Linked DNA regions of Cricetulus griseus: regions 1 and 3 are each linked to region 2. Evidence: chromatin contacts called from public Hi-C data. All regions are on one chromosome and are shown on one strand. Each heading gives the region's core, a stretch centred on a gene start, on an enhancer-like site or on the middle of the called end of the contact. The rest is flanking DNA. Distances are from core to core; before and after follow the strand shown. Region 1 holds the start of Lpp (lipoma-preferred partner). Region 2 holds the start of Bcl6 (B-cell lymphoma 6 protein). Region 3 overlaps Lpp (lipoma-preferred partner).

Region 1 (2,700 bases), core at 174-2,673, 400 kb after region 2:
GCCATTAGGGTGTGCTGAGGTTGTTGTTAGTGTGGGCTGAGGTGAGGCATTTCTTTTGTGTAGGGACAGGCTAGAAACACAAAAGGAGAAAATCAGAGGTTGTTTTGTTTGTGACAGGGTCCACACAGACCTACCTCCCTTGTGCTGGGATTAAAAGCTTTCAATACTGCGGGCCAGAGGGCCTACAAGTACCTCCTAGTCCATCTCTTAACGTAGTAAATGCGGTTCCCATCTTTGCTCACTTTTACAAGTATCAAAGGCCAAAAAAAAAAAAAAAAAATCCAACCCCAATCTTCCAAGAACAGGCCTGTCTTTATTCAAACCAGTTCACCCAGTTCGTGTATTTTCTTTTTTTAAGCTGCAAGAACTGAGCAAGTTTTCTGGTTTTCCGCCAGGGCAGGGTTGGGAAGCAAATTTTAAACTCCAAAGGTTCATTTCTTTGAACAAAGGACAGGAAGTGGCCCTGATTGCCATTGTTACTCAAGGTTTGTCAACCACAACCTTCCAGGAACTGGGGCTAGTCACTTCAGTGGGTGGTCGAGTCATCTGCCCAGGTCTAACTTGGTCTGAGCTCACAGCACCGAGCTTGGGTCCTGCCTGGAGGCAGGAACCCAGCTGGGAGTAGAGTATCGGATCTGCTTCTAGATCTGCACAGTGTACAGCTGGGTCAGGTCCCAGCTCCTGAGAGCTTCGGCGCTCTCACGTGTGAAGTGAACCGAAGTTGCTCTCTTCCATCCCGTAGTTCTGAGTTCTGCTGGAGTTCTGGGCGGGGCCCGGACGAGGCTCTTGGGGTGGGGGGGGCGATGAGGGTGGGGAGTGGGAGTGGGGGTGGTGTTCCATGGCAGGGTCTTCTCGCTCAAGCTCAGCCTTCCAACTTGTCGCCTGCAGAGCGGACCCGAGTGTGCCGGTTTCTCGACTTCCTCCTGCATCTCCTTCCTCTTCCTCCAGTGGAGGCAGATCCCTCTTTCCCTTCCTCTTCCCAAGCTCCCTGCACCCCCGCGTCCCCTCCTCCAGGAAGTGCACTGCCCAGGGTCGCCCACCTCGAGCGGGCGCTGCCCGCCGCGCCCCCTCCCCGCCCGGCTACTGCAGCGGCCCCGCGGGCACACGCCTCCCCATACCTTACATGGACAAATGCGTGCAGGCAAAGTCAGGAATTCAGGCCCCTGACGTCAGCCTCCAGCGCTCAGGGCACCGCACGGGAGACCGCGGGGAGGGGGGTGGGGAGGAAGGAGGGGGAGAGCACCAACCAGCAGCCGCTCCCGGCCTGCCGAAGTTTCACTTTTTGTCTGTGGGTTCGCTCCCGGGCCCTGCTCCGAGCTTTCCCGGGATAAGTAGCATTAGCGGCGGGAAAGAGCCGGCCGCTGCAAGGTAAGGGCCAGCAGCGGGGACCGGGCACGGGGAGGGCGCGGGCCGGGCGGAGCGGGCCGCGGCAGGCCGCGGGCCGGGACAATGGGAGGGGGGAGTGCCCGGCACCTCCTCCTCCGCCCGAGCCTCCGCCTCCAGCCGTCGCGGCCGCCGCTGCCCCGTCCGCCTCCTCCCCCAGGTATAGTAGCGAATGCTTCCTCCCGCAGCCTCGGCCCGCGGGCGCCGCTCAAACCCCCGATTTCCCCCGGGGCGGGCCGCTGCGGTGGCGGGAGCGCGGGACCGCCCTGCTCGCCGCGGAAGTGCGGGCTCCGGGGCCGGGAAGCGGGGTGTACGGCGTGGGGGAGGGGCGGGGTTGCGGGCGTCCTCCGCGAGAGCCCCCCGGCCCGGGCTTTTCTGGGTGCCCAGGGGGCGGGGCCGCACCCGTCTGCTTTGAGCTTTCGCGGAATCCCAGTTGTCACAGCGGAAAGGGCCTAGGGACCCGGTGACTCGAGAGTCTTCCCATTTTACAGTCGGGGCTGGCGAGGCACCCAGAGGCGGGCTTTCCTGGAAGTCATTCCTGGAAGGAGGAGCCCTGGTTAAGATAAGTGGTTCAGGACCCCTATTGCCTTTTTCTGTGAGCCGTTTTGGAGTCCCCACTGTTTTTAAGCACTGTAGGTTACTCGAGGCCAGACTTTGCCCCCAGGGAGAGCTCACCGGGAACGAGGAGCCAGACCTGACCCAAAGTAGGAAGGGCCAAATGCTGGGGAGAATGCGAAGATCAGGTTTTTTAGGGGGGTTCTCAGGAAGGAGCTTCATATTTCGGTCTCCATGAGGGGTCCAGAAATGGTTCTGGAGGGGGTGGGGTGGGGTGTGTGTGTGTGTGTGTGTGTGTGTGTGTGTGTGTGTGTGTGTGTGTGTGTGTTTGCTTGTGATTGACTGTTTTGAAGGATGGGGACTTTTCTTAAGTAAGAAAGGCAAGGCCTTCCTTGTCAGGGAGGCAACTGCAGACCAGAGAAAGCTAAATAAGAGTGAGGAGTGGACACTGCGTTGGTGGCTTGGGGTGGGAGTATGACAGGAGACCATAGCAGTGGAGTTGTGTCTTGGGTACTTGGACAGGGCAGTGTAAAATGCCTCTAGCCTCTTTTCTGTTTTAGAAGGGGTTCACTGCTTCCCCTCCCCCACAAGGAAGGCCTAGCAAGACCTCACCATGGATCCTTTCTGTGACTTTCTTAACAGACTCTTCATCGTTTGGTTTCTATACTTCCTACCCCCTTTGCAAGCTTGCCTCTGCAATAAAACTTTCTCTCCAAGATGTTAGTGACTTCATGGTTCACCATTCCCCTAACAGGCAAGTTT
Region 2 (2,700 bases), core at 130-2,629:
AGAGTCACACAGTGCCCTTCTTCCCTCTCTGGTCTTTCACATCGGGAACGCGGACTGGGGCTCTGTTTTAATTCCTTCGCCCAAAAGAAGGACCTTGGGAATCTGAAGCTTGGAATCCGCTATAACCCAGGCCCATAGCTGCCTTTTTACACAGCTTGCACCAAGGGGGAAAAATGAAATTAAATTTAGGAAAGGGAGGGGAACTACCGCTGAGAGCCAACACAGTCACGCAGCACCCAAAATACAAACACCGCGGCCGCCAGAAATCCCGCCACCTCCCCGGAGCTCTGGGCTGGCTGGCTAAGATCCCCCGGGTCCCGCACGCTGAAAGCGCCGCAGGTGCAAAAAAACCGCGCACCCCTCTCCCGCCCACCCCCCAAAATCCCTGTCCCGCCTTCAAGCCTCCTTCCTCGGGCTGGGCAGACCGAGCGCACCCGGGTTCCCGACTGCCTCGACTCACAACCAAGAAAGAATAATTTTCAAAGTATTCAACATCCCTGCCCCCCCGTGCAAGCGAAGCCTCCCCCAAACACTCTTGTCTCTCCTTGGGAAGATCACGGCTCTCAAAGGAAACTGCAGACACGCTACTTCATCTGGCTTTATGACCAAAAAGAAAAGGGAAAATAAAACAACCAGCCGAGGAGTTGGCTTGCATTCCCCCCCATGCCGACTCCCGGCTCGGCTGCAAGGCAAGGGACTGTGCGGGGCCGGGGCCGGTGGCCGGCCGCCAACGCGGGCACCGGGAGAACTGAGCGGGGAGGGAGGCAGCGGCGGGGAAGGCAGTTTGCAAGCGAGCAGAGAAAGCAAGCCAAGCCGCGCGAAGCCAGCGGGGCCGCCGCGGTCCGCCCTCCCAGGCCGCGCAGCCCAGCGCCCGCCGCCCCGCGCCCCAGCGTCTCCAAACACCGAAACAACACCGGGCAGGGCGGCACAGCCTCCCCGAGGCGGCCGAGGCGCTCCAAGACAGCAAAAAAAGAAGAATACGTATGCGTAAAGCTAGATCCTACAGTGGGAGAGACGTGGGGCTGATCTTCGGCATTTATTTTAACACCTGACAGCTAGAATCAATAAATAGATACATTTATATCAATAGATACACATAGGAAACTTGGAGCCAAAGCATTTGGCAAAAGCGGAAAAAAAAAGAATTAAAAGGTAAAATCATGATCATGAGCAGCGGCGGCGGCAGCGGCACCAGCGGCAACAGCGGCGGCGGCGGCAGCGGCAGCGGCGGCGGCAGCAACAGCAATAATCACCTGGTGTCCGGCCTTTCCTAGAAACTTCTTGCATCACCACTTCTAAGAACCCCAGTTCTAAGAATCAACAGAGCTCAATTCTCGGAATTTGAGCTGCGGGCTTTACCACTGCTCCGCAGCAGGGGAGGACTCGGTGGCGGCGGCTAGACCCTCGGCGCCCTCCTGGCCGGCACACGGCCTCGGAGCCACGCCGCTGGCCACCATCCGGTGCCGATAGAGCTTCCCGCAGCACCGCCGCCCGGAATACCGAGGGTCCCACAACGGGCGAGCGCGACTAGCAGGCGACCCTCCCTGCCCCCAGCCGCCGATGGAACGGCCCGCTCCGCCGCCGTCACGTGGGCTCCTCCTCCGTGACGTCGCCGTCTTCGCTGTAGCAAAGCTCGGCCTCTGGAATTCTGAGAACTAATTTGCTATTCGGTGACATAAGAGGGGGAGTGCGCTTCGCTTTCCCGGGGTCTGGGGCTAATTCTTCCTCTTCTACCCATAAACTCGGCTCCTCGAGCTAAATACACAAAAGGGAGCGAGAGATTTGAGCCGTTGGAACAAGTATGTTAAGAGGCAGGTTTAGAGAGGCGAGTGAGAGAGAAAACAATAAATGCCACAGCTCCTTCCAGCTAGAATATTAGGCACCACGAGAAAAATATTTGCCAAGCAGTTTTCGGTGGGTTCATTTGTTTTCTTTTTATTTGGGACAAAGTGTGTGTGGGGGGGAGGTGAGGGCTTTTTTTATTTTCCTTTTGGGGTGGTGGCTTGGGATTGCTTTTTTTTGTTGTTGTTGTACTTTGATGATTTAGAGGATTTTTTTTTTTTTTTGCTTCTGATTTTTGCCTTTTGCAAGTTTGTGGTGTTATGTAAATCGTAGGAACGGTCACCCGTTGGTTTTATTGTCTCTGTGTTCTTTTCTTTCCCTTTTGAATCGCTCAGGCATTTAAAATATGCATTATTTCAACCCTAATACCATTGACAGAAGCTTAAATTTTTTGGCCACCTATGACAACCTCAACCTCCACTCCCCCCCAACACACACACACACACACACACACACACACACACACACACACACACACACACACACACACACACACACCGCCCTTGTGTAGTTTCCTTTTCCTCTTGGACTTTTACTGAAGGGAGGTTTTCCTGCACTTGAAAGAGATGTGTAGAAGGATTTGGTTTGGTTTGTTTCTTTCCAGGACAGCAAGTGGTGGGTTTACTTTTTCTGTTACTGTTGACTCTTAGGAAATTTCTTGATCTTAGAAATGTGTGTGGGGGTACGTGTTTGCTTGTCTGCTACAAGATTCTCTGAAGCCAAATACATGTTTGTGTTTTGCTTTTTCTTAAGGTCTTGAGCATATTTTTCCTACCCCCAACCCCCACCCCCGGTTCGTTTCAAGGTCGTTGGGGAAAAAAAATCTCTTCAGTATGTGTTGAAGGGATCAGCCTGAGG
Region 3 (2,700 bases), core at 194-2,693, 500 kb after region 2:
TTGTTGTGGGGCAGGTTTACACTAAGCAAATGTAGCCTTTCCGTGGTGTTGCCCACAGCCTGCTTTGTGGGAGAAGTGGGTCCAGCTGGTCCCACCGCTTCCTCACACTGCACAAGATGGAACTGGAGCCAGTAAGTGGATGAAGTCCCTGGCTATCACAGCTAAAGATGTAGAAGAAATGGAATTGTAGAACCCTGGCCCTAGGGTCAACTGGCTATCTGCCTGTGAGACAATGGAAGATTTCAAATGTTCTTCATCCTTGTGGATATGGCAGTCTGTTGTTATCAAGGCTATAGTCTCATCATAAGCATTTGTGACTTACTGCTCTTTTGGTTATAGTCAAAGTTGACCTCTCTCCATTTCCAAAGCATGTTTCCCACATGAGCTAAAGGGACTTTCTTTGCTCCTTGACAGTTGTCCAGCCTGTGGTTATTACTATCACATTGGCAGCTGCTAGCCCAAGCTTGTATATCCCAGGAACTGTGGAAAGTTACTGCTCTGAGAAAATCATAGTGGCTTAGGAATACATCTTCTCTTTGTTGAGGACTCTGCAGAAACTACATTTCTATGTTACAGTTCACTCTCCCTAGAGCAGCCACCTGGTCCTGGGATGAAGGGGAAGACAAAGATGAGGCTGTGTAAGCAGAGGAATTTGTCCGGAGAGATGGGGAGATAAGAGATGTTTGATCAGCTGAAGCTCTGTCAGCACTCACTCTGAATCATGATGCTTCATTCTTTGGGATCTTCGTTTCTCTCTCTGGCAAGGAAAGCTGTGATCAGTCCTAGAAAGTTTCTTCTAGCCTTAAAGCCATAACTCAGTGTGTGCCTAATTTGTTCCTTTATGTCTCATATTGTCCCTTCTTGCTCTCCTCTGCAATACCAAGTGGATCAACTTACACCAGATTGCTGTTACTCTCTTTAGCACCAAAAAGACCCCAAACAAAGCCATGCGTTTGTGTTGTGTGTATACATGGATGGCATCAGTGTAAAAACCAAGGGCAGATTCTTCAGTGTAGCATTTGACTTCCTTTCTTTGCCTAGTTCCAACTGATGGTGCTAGTGGCAGGTAACCATTTGCTTGAGTGGGTGGTACCATCTTTAAATTGAGCAAACTATAAGCCCTTTGTACTATAGAGGTAGGAGTGTAAACAAAATGAGGAAACAAACACTGTGGCATGGCAGCCTCTGGGCCAGGACTGGAACTGAAGGGTAAGGAGCAATCACCATTTCTGGGATTCTGAAGCAGACTCTTCAGAGAGTTCAGAGGGACACATAGGGACACCGAGACCTGTGTATCTTCTGCTTCAGCAAAAAGCATAAATTTTAATGGTTACAAATGCTTGAAGCTATTATGAGAAAACCACAGGAAAGACCAGTCATATAAACAGTAATAATTTATTGACCGTGACTAATCCTTTAGGGAATAAGATATGTGACGTAGGCCTTGCAAGCGCTTTACAGTGGACTAACCCCTTCCATCCTCATTAATTCATCGGATCCCTGTAACTTGTCCATAAGGTGGCAGGCTTAGGAACATTACCTTCATTTTACTAATGACCTCAGATAGAGTTGTTGGCAGGACAGATTATTGTGTTGTAGGCACCTACCCTTACTTATGTTTAAGGCTCAGCTCTCCTAGTGAAGCAGGATGAGGGCACACACTCAGCTGTATACACAGTAGAGGCAGGTAGGAGATGGTATTTAGTCTTGAGTCTTGTGAGCTATGAACCAGTTCTGTGGTTTGCAGGGCTATGTGTCAGTCAATTTCCTTTCACAGCTGAATTATCCTGGGCACCCTGCTGGACAATAGCACTCAGGAGGTCTGCTTGCTGACTGTTCACTCATGCATGCCTACTTTTACTTATTTAAGGCAACAAAGAACTAATCATTCTCCAAGTTTTATTTTGCACCAGGCTTTAGATGAGGTGCTGCTGCTCTTCATAAGTGAACCACAAATTCAAGGACTGGAAAGGACCTAAAAATTTATGTAATGTAAGTCGGTGGCTCTGCCTGGCCTGGAACACATGTAGACCAGGCTGGCCTTGAATTTGTAGCAGTCCACTTGCTCCTGACTGCCAAGTGCTGGGATTAGAGACAGATAGGAACTACCCCCCCCCCCCATGGCTTCCCCTGCCTCTGCTTCTGTGTTGTTGTTAAAGACAAGGGCTCCTTATGTAATCTCATGTGGCTTCACGTTTGTCACCCTCCTGCTCCAGCCTCCTGACTGTGCAGGGTCACATTGTGGGCATGTGCCAGCATACCTGGGTTTGCTCTTGTCCTTCAGGTTCTTTTCCAGTGTTCATGTCTGGTGCTGGTTACAGCTTGACTGTTCAGTGAGGTACCTACAGTGGAGAGAGTAGCTCTATCCTTTAATATGTAGAGCTATGAATTCAATTCCTAATTTTCCCTAACAGGAACTCACAAAGACACAGCATGTTAGGAAAACCAGGCCTTTCTCTTAAACTCTGTTCTCTTCTTAAAGTGTTTCTTAGGTTCCTTTGTTCTTTCTGTCTCTGTGTCTGTCTCCTTGCTTCTCTCTAGTCAATCAAGTCTCATTTTCCTGAAGGTCCCTCTTCTCTGTTTTGAGACTTCCTACCCCAATCTGGAAACCAAAGACTGGAGAATTAAGCCTGTGTTTCCCCATTTGATACCTTTTTTTTTTTTTTTTTTTTTTTTTTTTTGGCAGTCGAATTATATCCA

The links. Hi-C and Micro-C count contacts between places; a contact is called where the count stands out from the background.
Region 1: a contact with region 2 is called in a Hi-C map of the CHO-K1 cell line, with 12 times the contacts expected there. The contact joins the promoter of Lpp here to the promoter of Bcl6 in region 2. A contact is called at or near these places in 3 of 8 Hi-C or Micro-C datasets (the CHL-YN cell line, the CHO-K1 cell line and fibroblasts).
Region 3: a contact with region 2 is called in a Hi-C map of fibroblasts, with 11 times the contacts expected there. The contact joins the enhancer-like site here to the promoter of Bcl6 in region 2. A contact is called at or near these places in 2 of 8 Hi-C or Micro-C datasets (the CHO-K1 cell line and fibroblasts).

Annotation. Positions count from the first base shown.
Region 1 is chr4:64,573,907-64,576,606 of CriGri-PICRH-1.0, reverse strand. Lpp (lipoma-preferred partner) reads left to right here and starts at 1,423. Exons shown (of 14, transcript XM_035444681.1): 1 at 1,423-1,543. It overlaps LOC118238798 (a long non-coding RNA gene), which reads right to left and starts at 1,613. Exons shown (of 3, transcript XR_004769960.1): 1 at 704-1,613; 2 at 1-70.
Region 2 is chr4:64,972,712-64,975,411 of CriGri-PICRH-1.0, reverse strand. It overlaps Bcl6 (B-cell lymphoma 6 protein), which reads right to left and starts at 1,379. Exons shown (of 10, transcript XM_027412960.2): 1 at 1,254-1,379. It overlaps LOC107977773 (a long non-coding RNA gene), which reads left to right and starts at 1,599. Exons shown (of 4, transcript XR_004769969.1): 1 at 1,599-1,914.
Region 3 is chr4:64,469,719-64,472,418 of CriGri-PICRH-1.0, reverse strand. All of the region lies in intron 4 of Lpp (lipoma-preferred partner), which reads left to right. Among named protein-coding and RNA genes, the nearest start is that of Lpp, 100 kb to the left of the region's middle. Within about 2 kb of position 1,443, at least 2 of the 6 cell types and tissues checked have open chromatin away from gene starts, as enhancers often do. A contact at or near this core is called in the CHO-K1 cell line and fibroblasts, where this site is marked.